Linked DNA regions of Gossypium arboreum: region 2 is linked to region 1. A link is a contact called in public Hi-C data. All regions are on one chromosome and are shown on one strand. Each heading gives the region's core, a stretch centred on a gene start, on an enhancer-like site or on the middle of the called end of the contact. The rest is flanking DNA. Distances are from core to core; before and after follow the strand shown.

The links. Hi-C and Micro-C count contacts between places; a contact is called where the count stands out from the background.
Region 2: a contact with region 1 is called in a Hi-C map of leaf, with 4 times the contacts expected there. The contact joins the promoter of LOC108451026 here to the promoter of LOC108468414 in region 1. A contact is called at or near these places in 2 of 5 Hi-C or Micro-C datasets (both in leaf).

What each region holds. Positions count from the first base shown.
Region 1 is chr7:94,846,415-94,854,123 of ASM2569848v2, reverse strand. It overlaps LOC108468414, which reads left to right and starts at 5,042. Exons shown (of 7, transcript XM_017769301.2): 1 at 5,042-5,447; 2 at 6,480-6,605; 3 at 6,915-7,115. The coding sequence starts at 5,209. LOC108477029 (loganic acid O-methyltransferase-like) reads left to right here. Exons shown (of 3, transcript XM_017779444.2): 3 at 1-198. The coding sequence ends at 198.
Region 2 is chr7:95,103,457-95,111,165 of ASM2569848v2, reverse strand. LOC108451026 (putative lipid phosphate phosphatase 3, chloroplastic) reads left to right here and starts at 4,861. Exons shown (of 8, transcript XM_017750327.2): 1 at 4,861-5,027; 2 at 7,390-7,611; 3 at 7,700-7,709. The coding sequence starts at 7,396. It overlaps LOC108451389 (N6-adenosine-methyltransferase non-catalytic subunit MTB), which reads right to left and starts at 288. Exons shown (of 7, transcript XM_017749095.2): 1 at 1-288.

The sequences.
Region 1 (7,709 bases), core at 3,793-6,292:
CAGCCATTGCCGAGTACCCAAAACTGTATATCTCACGTAAGAGCTGGATTCGAAGGATTGATTAAAGACCATTTCGGAGCAGAGATCGTTGGCGAGTTCTTCGCATGTTACGCTAACAAGCATTTACAATCTGGCTTCGTATTTGGAGACAATGCTGTTGACAATACTTTGATGTTTATGATTCTCAAGCGCATTTAAGTGTTACGATGGTGGGAGTATTATGGAAGCTTTTGTATTAAAAGTTGGATTGTATTTTATTATTTTTATTTAAAAAAATAGTAAATTAGTCTATGTATATTAGATCAAAGAGTAAATGGGTTTTTCTGTTAAAAAATTTTATCAATTTTTTACTATTAAAAATTTGTCCTTGTACATCCACATGAGGTACATGTGGAATGCCACATGTCACTATCTGGTTATTCCGTCAGTAACATCAGTTTGTAATAATAGAAATGGATGAAATTTTTAATAGAGAAGATCAGTTTGTTGTTTGATTTAATGTGTAGAGACTAACTTGCCCATTTTTTGAGTAAAGTAGGCAAAATGTAACTCTCATTACAGAAGTTTCTATAGTACTTTTAGTGTGTTATGATAGACCAAATCTCGAAGGAAGCAATAAAAGGTTTATGTTTAAATTTTCGGTTGATATCAATTTTTTATTCAATTCTTAAACAATCCCTAAACCATGGTATAGGTACTAATGTGTTTTTAATTTTTTTATTAAGCATAATGGAAAATTTAACCCTTAATGTTTGTATCTTTTGTCAATTTGATATTTACTCTTTTGAGCTAAATTTAACCATCAACCTTTTAAAAAATTTGAACTTGATCGTCTACTTCTCAAAAGAATCAATTTTTTTTTAACAAAAATACTTACAAAAATGTTAATTTTTTAACCATGGCAACTTGCATGTAAATTCATGTAACACCCCCTAACCCTAAACCGTAGTCGGAACGGGGTTACAGAGCATTACCGAACATATCAGACAATTTACATAAAATACCTATGTTCAACTAATCTAAACACATTTAAATATGCTCAAAACTTGCTAAATTTACACATTTTATATATTATCCAATACTCAATTCTAATTACTTATCAAATATTATCAAATAAATCAATTTATACTAAATTAGCCAAGTCCTATTATATATCATTACTAAAATCTAAATCTACTTATTTCACTTTTACATTCACCATTCAAAATGACACACATAAGTACATGCCATTATCAACAATTAACACGCTTTAGCTCATTGAATTCGGGATTTGCCTGGGATGTTGATTCGACATTCTCACTTTAACTTAACCTGCGCACGAAAATAAACCGTACGCTGAGTATTGATATACTCAGTGGTATTTCTATAATCCAAACACTTAATAAAATAAAAAAATAACAAACACTTAAAATCATATAACAATCATAACTATTCAATTATTTAATTCATAGATAAATTTACTGTAACTTATTTCATTCTTTTCACTTACTAACCTATATAGCTTTCCACGATTTATTTACAAGTCATTAAACAATTATAATATTCACTTTTATCCAATCCAGAGCTACATAATTCATTTGTCTCAATCATACTTTAGTTCGCTGTTTAATATTAATAAACTATATTCAACTATTCACTTTTCAATCAGTGTTCTGTACACATCCATTTCAAAAACAGTCATTACCATTCATATCTAATCCACTTGCTATCCCAGATAGCTTTCATTGTATAATACGATTCGTGTGTTTCAGTCTACATTTCAATTCTTCATTCAGTATCAATCTGATCACTGTTATATTTAATAACCCCTATTAACATGACTCGGAGTCAGACGGATACACGGATCCAACCAAACACACCAGAATGGCACCCAGTGCCTCATCGGATAGTTTGAAGCAATATAGCAACACCTAGTGTCTCATCGGCCTAGCCGAAGTAAAGTGGTACCCAGTACCTCATCGAATCTATCCGAAGAAATATAGTGACACCCAGTGTCTCATCGACTCGAGGTCGAAGTATCCCTGAACTCTTCCAATCCTATGGCATGCCAACTATATCCAACCTAGCCCGATACTGTTAATAGGGTTTTCAATTCACTTTCCAGTTTCCAATCATTATACACTTCAACAATCACATTTATTCCCAATTCAATAAAACTCAATTCACTTTTCAATAACAAATATTCAATTTCACAATAGTCACTTATTCATATTAATTTCATCACATACTAAATCAATTCATTTCAATTATATATAATAATAATAAAAAACACAATACAAATAATTCACATCTTAATTATTTATCATAACATTCACCCAAAATTCAATTATTATAATTGCACAATATCACATTCACACACACACACACACACACACACACACATATATATATATATATATATATAATTCAATTCAAAATTAATTCAATAAATTCATAACATACCAAATCAACCCTCTTCCATTATCAAATATAATAATTCTCACTTCAACAATCACTAAAGGCATTGAATAAAATATAACAATTAATAACTATGTTCGGATTATAGAAATATAAACCGTAATTTTCGAGCTAGCTCCCGTCGACTTTGCATTTTTCCTTACTTAACTGAGATTTCCGAAACAACTATTAAACTTTCAAACCTTGAAATCTCAATTTTCTCTTTCCTCCCTTTCTTTCTTTTCTTTCCTTCCTTTCTCTGTTTCGTTTCATGCTATTCTGTTTTTCTATTCTTTTCTTCCTTTTATTTGCTTTGTAAATATATATATATATATATAATAACTTACTAAATATCTATTTAATAATCAATATATTTATTACAATTGTAATATTACTTATATTTACACATGTAACATATCATCATCATACATTTGTCATGTTTTAATTTATTTAGTACATAAAAGCTTATAATATAATCATTTGATTAATAAATATCTTTTATAATTAATAAATATATATTAATAATTAAATACATATATTACAAATGTATATATTTTTATTTATATACTTGTATCAAATCATATCCACACATTTGTCTTTATTTAAATTATTCATCATACAATATCAATTTAATAATAATAAATACATTAATATTTACTTAAATAATAAGCAAATACATACATGTAGTACAAATGTATGTATAATATTTATTACACTTATACCAAATTATTTTTATACACTTGTCTTTCTTTTATTTATTTTATTTATTTCATATAAAATCTATTTAAATAGAAAGCAATTAAATAAAATATACTACAATTGTACAAATATATGTATTACACTTGTATATTTTATTTACCATATATTTATCTTTATTTAATTTATTTCATAATATAATATCAATTTAATAATAACAATAACATTAATATTTACTTAAATAATAAGTAAATACATACATATATTACAAATGTATGCATAATATTTATTACACATGTATTTTATTTTTGTCACACACTTGTCACAATTTAATTTATTTATCATATAATTATCTTATAATATAATTATAATAAATTAATTTAATAATTACTAATAAATATATATTTTATAATTAAAATCTGAAAGTAAAAATTTTAGTTTTTACTTTATATGTCTCCTCATTTATGCTAAATGGCATAATTTCTATTTTGGTCCTTTTATTTTCTTTTAATCTATAATTAAACTTTCACACTTTATTCAATTTAATCTTTTATCCAATTATCCTTAATTAAGCTAAATTCACTTAATTAAATTTTAATTAACCATTCAATTAACTTTGTAAATATTTTTGATAAATATTTACGGATCTATTTTTCAACAACGGAGACCCAAAAATACACTTTTCGATAACCATAAAATTCGGTCATTACATTCACATGTCTTCATAATAATTTTTTAAACTTTTACCAAGTTTTTATAATTTTTTGAAATTTTTATTTTTGAATATTTTATAAATTTTAAATTATTTGTTGATATGAAATATAAGATAAAGAGTGAAATATCAATATGAAGTATATATGGACGGTTAAAAATTTAATGTTTTAGTTAATGTTTCTGTTAAAAAGAAATTTAACTCTTTTAAAAGATTAAAAGTTAAATTTAACTAAAAAAAGAACCAAATTAACAAAAATATAAACATTAAGGATTAAATTTGGCATTATATCCTTTTATTACTTTAGTCTAGTTTTGCGACTCTTGGACTTTTAAAACTTTGTATTTTTACTTTTAATTCTAGAAATTTATTATCTAATTTGTAAATATTATTAACTAAAAATTAAAATATGTGGGTTTTAAATTTTAAATGAGACTGAAAATTCATTAAATAGAGTAATTGAAGATTTATTTTCAAATGGACTAAACTCATGTCATAATTAACAATTTTATTCATTTGAATTCAACCATCTAATAATATTATAAAATAGAGTAGAATAAAATGATGAATCTTCAATTTCAAGATTGTTGAGAGGCTAAAGACAAAAACAAAATTGATTTCATAAATGAAAAGATAAATAATAGTAGATATAAGGTCAAATCCTCCTATTAATTCTTATATTATGTATAAATTATTAATTTCATAAATTTAATATTTTAGTACCGTATTTTTCAAATTTTATAATTTTAGTGATGACGAAAACAATAATCATTATATTTGTTAAATTAAATTTTACTATTTTCAAAACTTATGCGGTAAATATGTTATTAAATGTATAATGCTATGTGAACTTGCTATTTCCACATGATATTCACACATAAAAAAGTCATGTTATTTTAATTAATAGATTTGAGTGCTATCATTCATTTGAGTTGGGATTGAAATTTCAAGATTTTAAAACTATAATGGCTAAGAATTGTCAAATTGGTGAATAATTATTGAATCCACAAATTATGCATAGTACGGGAATAATAGCAAAATTTGACCTAAAGAGTTTTATTGGTACAATTTGGATGAAAACTGAAATTTCAAAATTCAAAAAGGATAAAGATTAAATCTATAACTTTAACATAACACAGGGACTAAAAGGAAAATTTGACCTATATATAGTAGCCGTGTTCTAAATTCAGTACACGTGCGTAATCAGAATATTTCTCAGAGTTGTAAGCAACTTTTAATAAATGAAATTTCACATAAAATATTACTAAAAGAAACCTCGGAATTTCTTTTCTTCAATCACAAATTAATCAAATTTTCTTTCTTTCTTTCTTTTTTTAATTTTAAAATTAAATACCTTAAAATCCATGGCAGTATTCAGATTGGCGCCGGAAGAGTCACCGGATCCAACCCAACAACATCCACCGCCGCAACAACAGCTGCAGGCCGGTCGAGAAGTGGCGTCCGACGACGAGCGGTCGGTGGCTGCAGATTCCTGGTCTATAAAGAGCGATTACGGGAGCACACTTGACGATGAGCAGCGCCACGCTGATGCTGCCGAAGCCCTCTCCTCCGTTGCCAATTTCCGTGCTGCCCTTAATTACAGGTTTTTCTTTTTCTAGTTCTATTTGTCTTTCATTTTTTTCGCAATTTTCAATTGAATGTTTGACTAAAATTTGAGTTTTTAGCTAATGAATCAGTATATTGGATTTTAAGCTTGAGATTTGATCTATTGAGAATTCAATTAAAATATCGAACTTTGTGATAAGGTCAAATGTACATTTAGCTGTCTATCAATGCTATTGGAACGAAAAGAAAATTTATTGAAATGATCAATCTATACAATTTGAGTTTTTTTAGCCAAATAATACATTTTTGGATTTCAATATGTAATTAGTTATCTTCTATGTTATCTTAGCTCATGGTGAGTAATAGTATCAGATACAGTAATCTGTTTAAGATGTGTATGCTTAATTTCTTTTAAGTTTTTCCCTATGTGCACATGCCTTGTTGGACACAGCTGAAGGGCATAGCTACTTGAAAGAAAAATGAATTGTCCAGGTAACATGGCTTATTGGTATAATTGTATAAATGAATGCAATCACAAAGCAAGTTCTTGCTTCTTATATTCTATTTTGGTTCTTTTGTTAATTGCGTTTTTCTCGCTATAAAGCAATTGCAAATAGTATAAAAACAAAATCATATATGATTGAAGGTTGTGCTTAGCATGATGGTCAATTGTTATCTACTGGTACATGTGTTCAAACTCTTAAAACAGCCTCTCTTGTGAACAAAGGGGAGGCTATGTATATTGAGACTTCCCAAAATATCTCATGCACTGCATACTTCCTTCTAAAAAGGTGTAGATGGTTGAAACGAACTACCTATTGAAATGTGTTTGTTCCATGCAAATGTCAAAAACTATGTTGTTTTTTTTTTGTTCTCTATGTGATTTTTGTTTACCGTTCTCAAGATCATTATTTGTTTTTATACAATATATTTTTCTTTTGCAAGTAGGAAAGGTAACAACCTAATGGAGGCTTATTAGTTGACTTTTAATGCATTGAATATTGTAATTTATCATGCTGATATGCTTAACATGGATTTGTTTGGTTTCTGTTATATACACTATACACAGTTCTGACAAGGATGAAGCCGATGCTGATGCTATGACAACAGTGCTTGGTCTTCAGAATTATAGGAACGGTGCATATGCAGATGAGCTGACAAGTTTTCGTGATCATAGTCATGCTGGTGAAATTTGGTCAGTATAACCTTAACTATGTAATTTCACTTCAATCTAGGCAATATCTTCATACTACTAGGAATTTTTTTTTTTATTAATCACATAATTACGTAATTTGTGTATAAACATATGAAATGTAATTTACCATAATATGCATTTCAATGGTTCTTCCCCCAATAACTGACTGGCTTGACAGCTCTGCATTGTTATATGGGCCATGTTTAAGAACTTTCTTATTAATACAGATTCCTAGAGCTTCCAACTGTGGGAATTTCACTTTAGGTCTTTTAATTTATTTGTCTCTTCACTGTTTACCTTTCTCAATAGGATTGGAGCTGAAATCATGGATACTGTTACTTCTTGGACCAAAAACTTGTGTATTGATATTTCTCAAGGTCACATGCCAAATCATGTTGACGAGGCCAAGCGCGAGCCTGTTGCACAGGATGAGAAATATTTGTCTTGCTGGAGTGTACTTGACATTGGCACTGGCAATGGTCTACTCCTTCAAGAACTAGCTAAGCAGGGGTACACTGAGATTTAATTGTGGTTTTGGTGTTATATATATGCTGCTAAAATTAATTCAAGAAAAAAAAATTCATAGGTTTTTTCAATTTCAACAATAAACTGGTTTGCATATTGTTCAGTCTATCCCATATACCTAGGTGCTCTTTTTGTAAGGCAATGACCAAAACAAAAGGGCTGCCTGACTTTAGTTCTCGTTTAATGTGTTTTATGTTTAACTTTGTTTCCATAAGCTTTACCCTTACTATTAACAAGGGGAATGATGTCAAATTCTTTACTTCTCAGTATTGAGTATTCAACAACATAGGACAATGATTCATGCATATGGCCCAACAAAAGAAAATAATAATTGCTGTTCTGTGGATAAAACTGGACCAATCTGTGGAGTTCATTATTGTAATTACATATCTTAAACTTATTATATACCCACAAACACATGTACATATTGTGCTTTGCTCCTTAGGTAATATGAGGATTCTAGAGCTTAAAGTGCACCTTGTCACAACAGTGATTTTTGTTAAATTAATGGTGCTGTGAGACATGTGTAGTCCTTGGGTCAACTTTCTGATAAATGTGTTTTGGGATTAACTAAAATTT
Region 2 (7,709 bases), core at 3,612-6,111, 260 kb before region 1:
GTTTTTGGAAGAAACTTGGGGGGAGGGAATAAATTAAACAAAATGAGAGAAAGAAGCAGTTGAAGGGGATGAGGAACTGAGCTTAGACGCCGGCGATTGAAGGCGGCGATATAGGAATAGGGTTTTAACAATATCAGAATGCGGCGGCCGATTCAATCGAAGAAACTGGAGGGGGTGGTGTTTTTCTTATAACGAGCAATTGTTTGTATTTGCACCGACACGCTACGTTTTAGGGAAGTTCATAATAATAATAATAGGGATAATTTAACTTTGGCTCTTCAAGTGGATAAGTAGTCCCACATTGGCTCTTGAATTTATTTTTTTCGATTTGATCCTTAAATTTGAAAGTAATTATTGATTTAAACTCATTATGTTAACGATAGTGAAAAAAAAAAAAGGATAATATATTTTTTGGCCTTTTAACTTGGTAAGTTGGTCTATATTGACCCTGGAACTTGACAAATAGATTTATTTTAGTAGTTGTACTTTTTTGTTTATTTTGGCACTTGGATTTAACAACTAGTCTATTTTGATTCCTAAACTTAAAAAATCAACACTCTCAGTTTGAAAAATAAAAAAAAAAATTTAGATGGTGACGTGATACAATCTCAAAGTGTCATTTTCAGTGTTTTAATAACCAAACTAATAGTTGAACAAGTTATATCACTAGTTCGACCGGTGTGATCGTTGGACCAACAATAATTAAATAAATAATTCAAAATTCATAAAATCTAAAAAAATTAAATATATATAAATCAGTTTTATTTGGTTTTTTAGATTTTTATGAAATTTTAATTAACTATTTAAGTATTATTGGTCTAACGGTCTATAACAGCCAGTATTTCAGTGACATTGGAAACTACGGTTTTTGAACTCCATTTTCCAATAATTGATTCAGTAAATATTATTTATTAATATTTACGAGTCTATATTAGTGTTATATTGAATCTCAATCTAATAATTTTGTTGATTGAATGGTTAATTAAGGTACAATGGCTAAATCGTAAAAACCATAAAAGTTAAATTACTATAAATTTGTACATTGAAATTCTAGTGGACTGTTTGGTTAAATTTTATACGGTATTTTATTATAATTTATAATTAAAATAACATAAAAATATTATAATTAAAATAAACAAATAGGTATGGTGGAAGGAGAGAGAATACATTTGTTCACCTTCCTCCTTTCCACCGATTTCTCCATCAAAGAGAACCTCTCTAGGGCTTTGAAGCTTTCGACACTTATTTAGTTATCCCAATTTAGTTTTTTTATTATTATGTTTTTGAAAATTTGGGATCTTGATTTAGCTCATTCAATGATTCATTTGTGAAACGATTAAAGTTTACAAAAGTTATCATTTAAGTATTCTTGAAGTTTTTTATGTTATTTGGTTATATTTGAAACTTAGATATGAAAAATGACTAATTTGTAAAGTGAAATTTGCTAGTTTTGAGTATAGGGATTAAAGTGTAATAATTTTAAATTTGGCATAAGATTTCTATAAATGTAGGTTTTGATAGACTGTAGAAGGATGTAATTGAGATCGATTTCAAAATCGAATATCAAATTTGAAAGTTATGGAATTTTCGGTTTTAGGGACTGAATTGAATAAATTTTAAAACATTAGGGATTATTTGATAGATAAAATTAAATGGTCATATAACTATTGATAATTTAATTAAATTATGGTTTAGATCGAGATTTACAACAACCAAAGGATACATGCGGAAAAGGGAAAATTGTTGAATAGTCCTTAACACCTTATCTGTTGTTGTTTTGCCAGGTAAGTTTTTATAACATAAATGTGATTAAGTTTTTTTGTTAAATTTTAGTTTTATACATATAAGAATGTTTAATTGGAAACTTCAATTAGCTACACAAGGTGATAATGAACTAAATTGCAAAGAAATGATGACGAAATTATATTTTGAAATTGTCTCGATGAACTTGGTAAAAGTCTCATACACATGGTTACAGGTGATTTTCGATGATTCCGAGATCCAACATTTGTTGAGGACTCGAAAGTACATGTGAGACAAGTTTAACTTGGACGAGTAATATGATGTTGTTTTATAGGTTTAGTCTAGACAGGTAACCTTACATGTATATACAACCCTGGCCAGGCTATTTAATGTGTTAATAAAAGGTTTAGCCGGGATAGGTAACCCGACACCAATGTATATGATTAGCCTAGATGAGCATCATATGTGATTTATACTTGTGTATTGAGCTCTTTTACAATGTTTCATCGAGTAGTTTAAAATAAGTGAAATGTGGAACTGATAGGCTATGAAATTAGCTTAATGTTTAAATTAAGGAGAATAAAGGACTTGAATAACAAAATTTGTAGTATACATAGATGGAAGAAATGTGGTTGAATTAGATTTAAAAACTATAAAATGTCAACCTTTGTATTTTATGTCTGATAAAGTATACCATCTCACCTTATTGGAACTGTGTTGGTATTATAGGTAAACTTATCATGCACATTAGTTTTAACATATGATTGTTAATTGAGATAAGTTAGAATTCTGGTCAATAGTTTGCTTATCAACTTGACCCTGATACCATGATAGGATAACATAACTTGAACAGTGGTGGGAAGCTAAAGAAAAATTAAGCAAAGAAAAAGAAATTCTAAATATAAAATCGAGAAATTTCATTAACTGTACTCCATCTATTCTCAGATTTTCAACTTATTATTTATAAGAAGCTAGGTTGTTACAACTAAATTTATTAAAATGTAATTGCTTTTTAGTAAGCACTCGCATGAGTGGTTGATATTATGTGGATACATTTATGGACGTTTTATAAGCATACATACTCAAACATATATAAGTCTTTTATTAAGTTTGGTGTCACGAGTTAAGTGATACCAACTTACTCATTATATTGAACCCCCTCATATTTTACAATGATAATTATGTCATTTAAATTTTAAAAATACTTCGTTTTTATAATAAAAATTCCACATCTTATAAAAACTTTTTTAAGTTTACCATTTTATGTGTATGCTATGCCATTCCGCATACAAAATTTATATATTTATTTTATAAAAACAAAGTATAATATAATTTATTTTTTTGTAAAAAAACTTATGATATAAAAACTATATGTAGGTTCATATAATTTTCTCTCTTGTTTTTGTAATCGTGAGGTAAGCTTTTGTTGTCAAGCATCTGCTTTAGGGTCAATCGATGGCCATTCGATCTCATCCTACTTCCTTTCCTGTTCCAACCCACCAACTGTTGACCTTATGATTGGCGCCAATCACTCTTGTTTCCTTCTTCTAGTTTCGTTTCTACCTCACATTTTCTCACCAATCAGCTCTTTCTCTCCTCTTTCTCTACCTTTTCTCCTCCTTGCTACCTCTCATGACTATTTTTGGTGTGGTCCTTAATAGGGTGACCATTGTTGACCTTGCCGGAAACAACCACCCTTTCAATTCACTTTCCGCCTCTCATCTTTCCTTTTCCATGCCCACATTTTTTCTTGCAAATTTCCTCCTATCATCCCAACAAGTTCTTGTGGAATAATAAAGTTGGACTTGGGCCTTTCTTGTGTCTCTTTCCGTGTGGGAGGTCTCTCGAGTCTTTGTACTTGTGTTTGGCTCCACCCTTCGATGGTAGTTTTCTCGAGCTGCCCGCGTTTAATGGAACAAGCTAGCTAGAAACGGGTCCATTGCAATGGGGGCAAGTCAACAAAAAACAAAAAACATTTCAATAATCCCCATGTTTGTATTTTGAAAGTAAAATGGATCTGTTTGATAGGTAATTTATTAAAAAAAGAATTCATCTTAAGTTTTCTGTTTTGATGAATCAACTATTACCAGAGTTATAAATGGACAATGAGAGATAAAGAACCCAAATTTTTTTTTTTGGCATGACAGGGCTCTATGCATCATTGCGGCTTCACCACATTGATGGCCAAACATCAAAGTATACCAAAAAGGGTTTTCACCTTTGCTTCCTTTGAATAGACAATGACGGCGGGGTTCATGTGAAAATGCTCTCCTCAAATTTTGGTTTGTTGACATCTGAGTCTTAGCTTGTTTTGTTTGTAAGGTCTGTATTAAACTTTATATGTATGTATTTTGCATATGGTGTCTTGCACTAATTGTACATTTGCTCAAAGCTTGGTCCTCGTTTACTTTCCTTTCTTATGTATGGTTTTACCACATCTAAAAATTTATATATTTTATTTTATTTATTAAAAGATATTTGATTAACTCGTGTATCAATTCAATTGGAAACTTAACGGTATTAAGATAAAATATTGATTTGAAAACAATTTTATAAAACACTTAATTTCTCATCCCTCAAATTTTTTGTGCCCATTCCGCGTATAAAAAAAAGAAAAAGAAAAAGTCATCTACAATAAATGATATTAGAAACCCACCACCAAGATAGGACTAAACTACAAAACCCTGGTAATACGTAGTATGATATGAATTTGTGGACATTGTCACTACCATTTATTGCGTGTTAATTTGACCGTCGTCGGCTTCAAAGGCCAAAACGGTCCAATTGCTTTAAATACAACGTTCCCAATAGACTCTTTCAAATTCGAGTCCTTTCCACAACGGGAAATCGAAGATTCATAAACTCGTAAACTAAACGCGAGATAGCTTTAAAAAAAGAAATTAATTTATTCTATTAAAACGATCACGTGTATGACAATATTTGATATATTGAAACGCGTAAAAAAAAAAAAAGAACAAAAATACTTAAGTGTTTTTCCTTTTTTATTCAAACCTATTAATGGGATATTTATCTAACTTTTTTTAAATTTTATTTTCATTTTTTTGTTAACATCTGAGACAGGTACAATAGATAAAACATTTTTAAAAATTAAAAATAGGAATTATTATTAATTATATCTATTTTTCTTTTAATTTATTTTACTCGGTGGCCGTCTGCTGGAACAGCCTCCCTCTGTTCTCTTTCCACTTGGATCCCAACACCCAATCATCATTTTCACTTTTTTTTTTTTCATTTATCAAAACCCTCTCCCCAATAGCTCGAAGGTAACTTCTTTCTTTATTTCAATCATTTTTTTTGTCAATCAATGGTTCGCATTTTACTATTACTGTTATCAGAATTATTGAGTATAAGAATCTTTTGCTTTTGTGTATACATTCTTTGGTGTGGGAACAGCACTATCACTTTAGTCTCTTTCAAATTTTGACTTTTCTTTTGCTGGGTTTTTTTCTTCTGCATTTGGCATATATACATATTGTTACTGTAAAAAGAAAACCCGTTTATTATCTGCATCTTTCTCTGTGTGTCTGTGCCGCTGTGTGTGTTTTTATTAGTTTATACCTCATGGCTTCTTGGAACTCAGTTTTTCTTTCATGGCTTAAGAATTTCAGTAATATTTTCAAGGTTTGTACTATTTTATGACTTGAATTTTTTTTAACTTACAGATTGAGTTTCATATCTTGATACTTTAAATATAGCTCACAGTTTAATTATTATTTTTAACTGCTCTTATGTTATGAATGTTCTGTTTTTACTTGATCTAGTTGTTTTATTTGTATTTCCATTGTTCCTGTATAATTGGTTTATGCTTTTAGTATGGTAGAATATTGGTATGAATGAATAATTGTGATTTGGGAGAGAATCATGTTCTTTTTTCTTTTATAGTTTCCGGTAACTAAACTCTGGAATTTGGGGGATTATACTGTCTGGAGTTTGTTCTAAATGTTTGTGAGAGTATTTCATTTTGTTAGAACTTGTTAGAAGTGTTATATGTAATTAAAGTTTGATGATTTACTATTTATACATGTTATGGTAAGTTATGGTGCTTAATTATTCAATTATTGGCAGTAATTTTTTTTCTTGTAAACCATACTGATTCCAGTTAGTTTATTTGCTCCTTTCAGTTAAGACTAAAAGAATCTAGGATTGAAATGCATATCACTATCAATTATTACTAAGATCTTATCTTAAGATCAAGTAAAGAATAGACAATAATTTTTTCCCCAAAATTTGGATATTGTCTTTGATGCTGACATGTCACTTTGTGTCGATATATACTGGAGATTCTAGATAGAGTGATGGTTTAGTTAGTTATGTACTAATAGGATTTTGTTATTGATTATCTGATATTTTATTCAAACCAAAACAGAATCCTGAGTTTGGTTTTTGTTCAATTTGTGGCTTTCTAACATCTAACTATAAGTCTTTCATGCGTAGAAGCCATCCATTCATGAGTTTTGTGCTTCCTGTGCATGGGAAAGTATGGTTGAACTATTTGATTCAGTTAAGATAGTTCCCATGCTTTATAGTTTTCATCTATAGGGTTGATCACCGCTATTCTTCAACATGCAGTTTACTAAAGAGATAAAATCTCAAGGAATGTGATCTTTACCTCTTGTTTCTACTTATTGTCTGTTCTATCTATGGACTGATCTCTTAGCTATAAGAAAAATGCTTTTTTAAAAACATTCATACATATATGCCGGCTATGTGCTGCTTATCTGTCCTCCACTATCTTCTCTTAAGCTCAAGAACCATTCAGAAGTTAGATACAGTGGAAATTTAAACCTGAACACAAACTTTCCTAATTCAAGGTGTAAAGGGATGGAATTTGGTGTGTTTGGGGTTGTGGGGTCAGGGGGAGGGTGGTTCATATTTAATCCCTGAAGATCGATTGGTTGTAGACTAGGATTTATCAAGCATGAGGGTGGAGAATCCTGCAAATGCTAGTCATTGTTTGTCATCCCCTGACCTTCTTCCATTGATAGAACAAGGGAATATAGAGGTATCGCATTTTTTTTCTTTTAAATTTGAATTACCAAAACCTTTCTTTGACCTTAACATATCGGAATATTCAAGCATGCAAATATCATAGGTTAAAGGTATATGCTGGCTTTAAATGTCTCTTTTGGAGGAGAGTGATGAATACTAGGCATCCTTGTTTTAACAGAACATAGTTGAGAATGTTGAGATGGCCAACTCTTGCTGTGTTGCTTTTTTCTTTATCTTGTTGGATATTGGAGTTGTAATTTTTAACTTACTCTCCTTGACATACTTTTCATTAAATTTTTTTCTTGGGAGTGAAGTGTATATATATAAACGGACAGTAATCCTGCCAATGCTGTATTCAATTCAAAGTTCTGAGATGAATCATACAAAGAAGTCAAGAAACTTTTCATTCCAGTTATTTTCTTTGGCATAAGGTTGCTTATGCTGCTTATCTTTAATCCCTTGAGAAATATGTATTGCCTATGATTTCTGATGGAATTTATTTCTGTTGTTTTTCTTGTTTACTGGTGGATTTTGCATCCTATGATGGTTGTGGTCATTTTCCTTCTTATTGTGCCTCTGGGAGGATCTTATAATTCATAATATTAACAGTACTTTGACATTCATATTTTTAAACAGTACAAAATGGATGAAGTCCAGCTTGGTTCACATACTATAAGGTCCCATGGTCTCACCATTGCAAGGACACACATGCATGATTGGCTTATTCTTGTATTGCTTGTGGTGATATGGGTTGTCATCCTTATCATTCATCCATTTTATCGCTTTGTTGGGAAGGATATGATGGATGATCTAAGATACCCCTTACAAAGTAATACAGTTCCTGTTTGGGCTGTGCCGGTAAATTCGGTTTGCCTTATTTTCTGTATAAGAGCTCTTTCTCTGAAATTCTGCCTGTCTCACTCTTTCCTGCCCCCCCAATATTTAGATGTATGCCG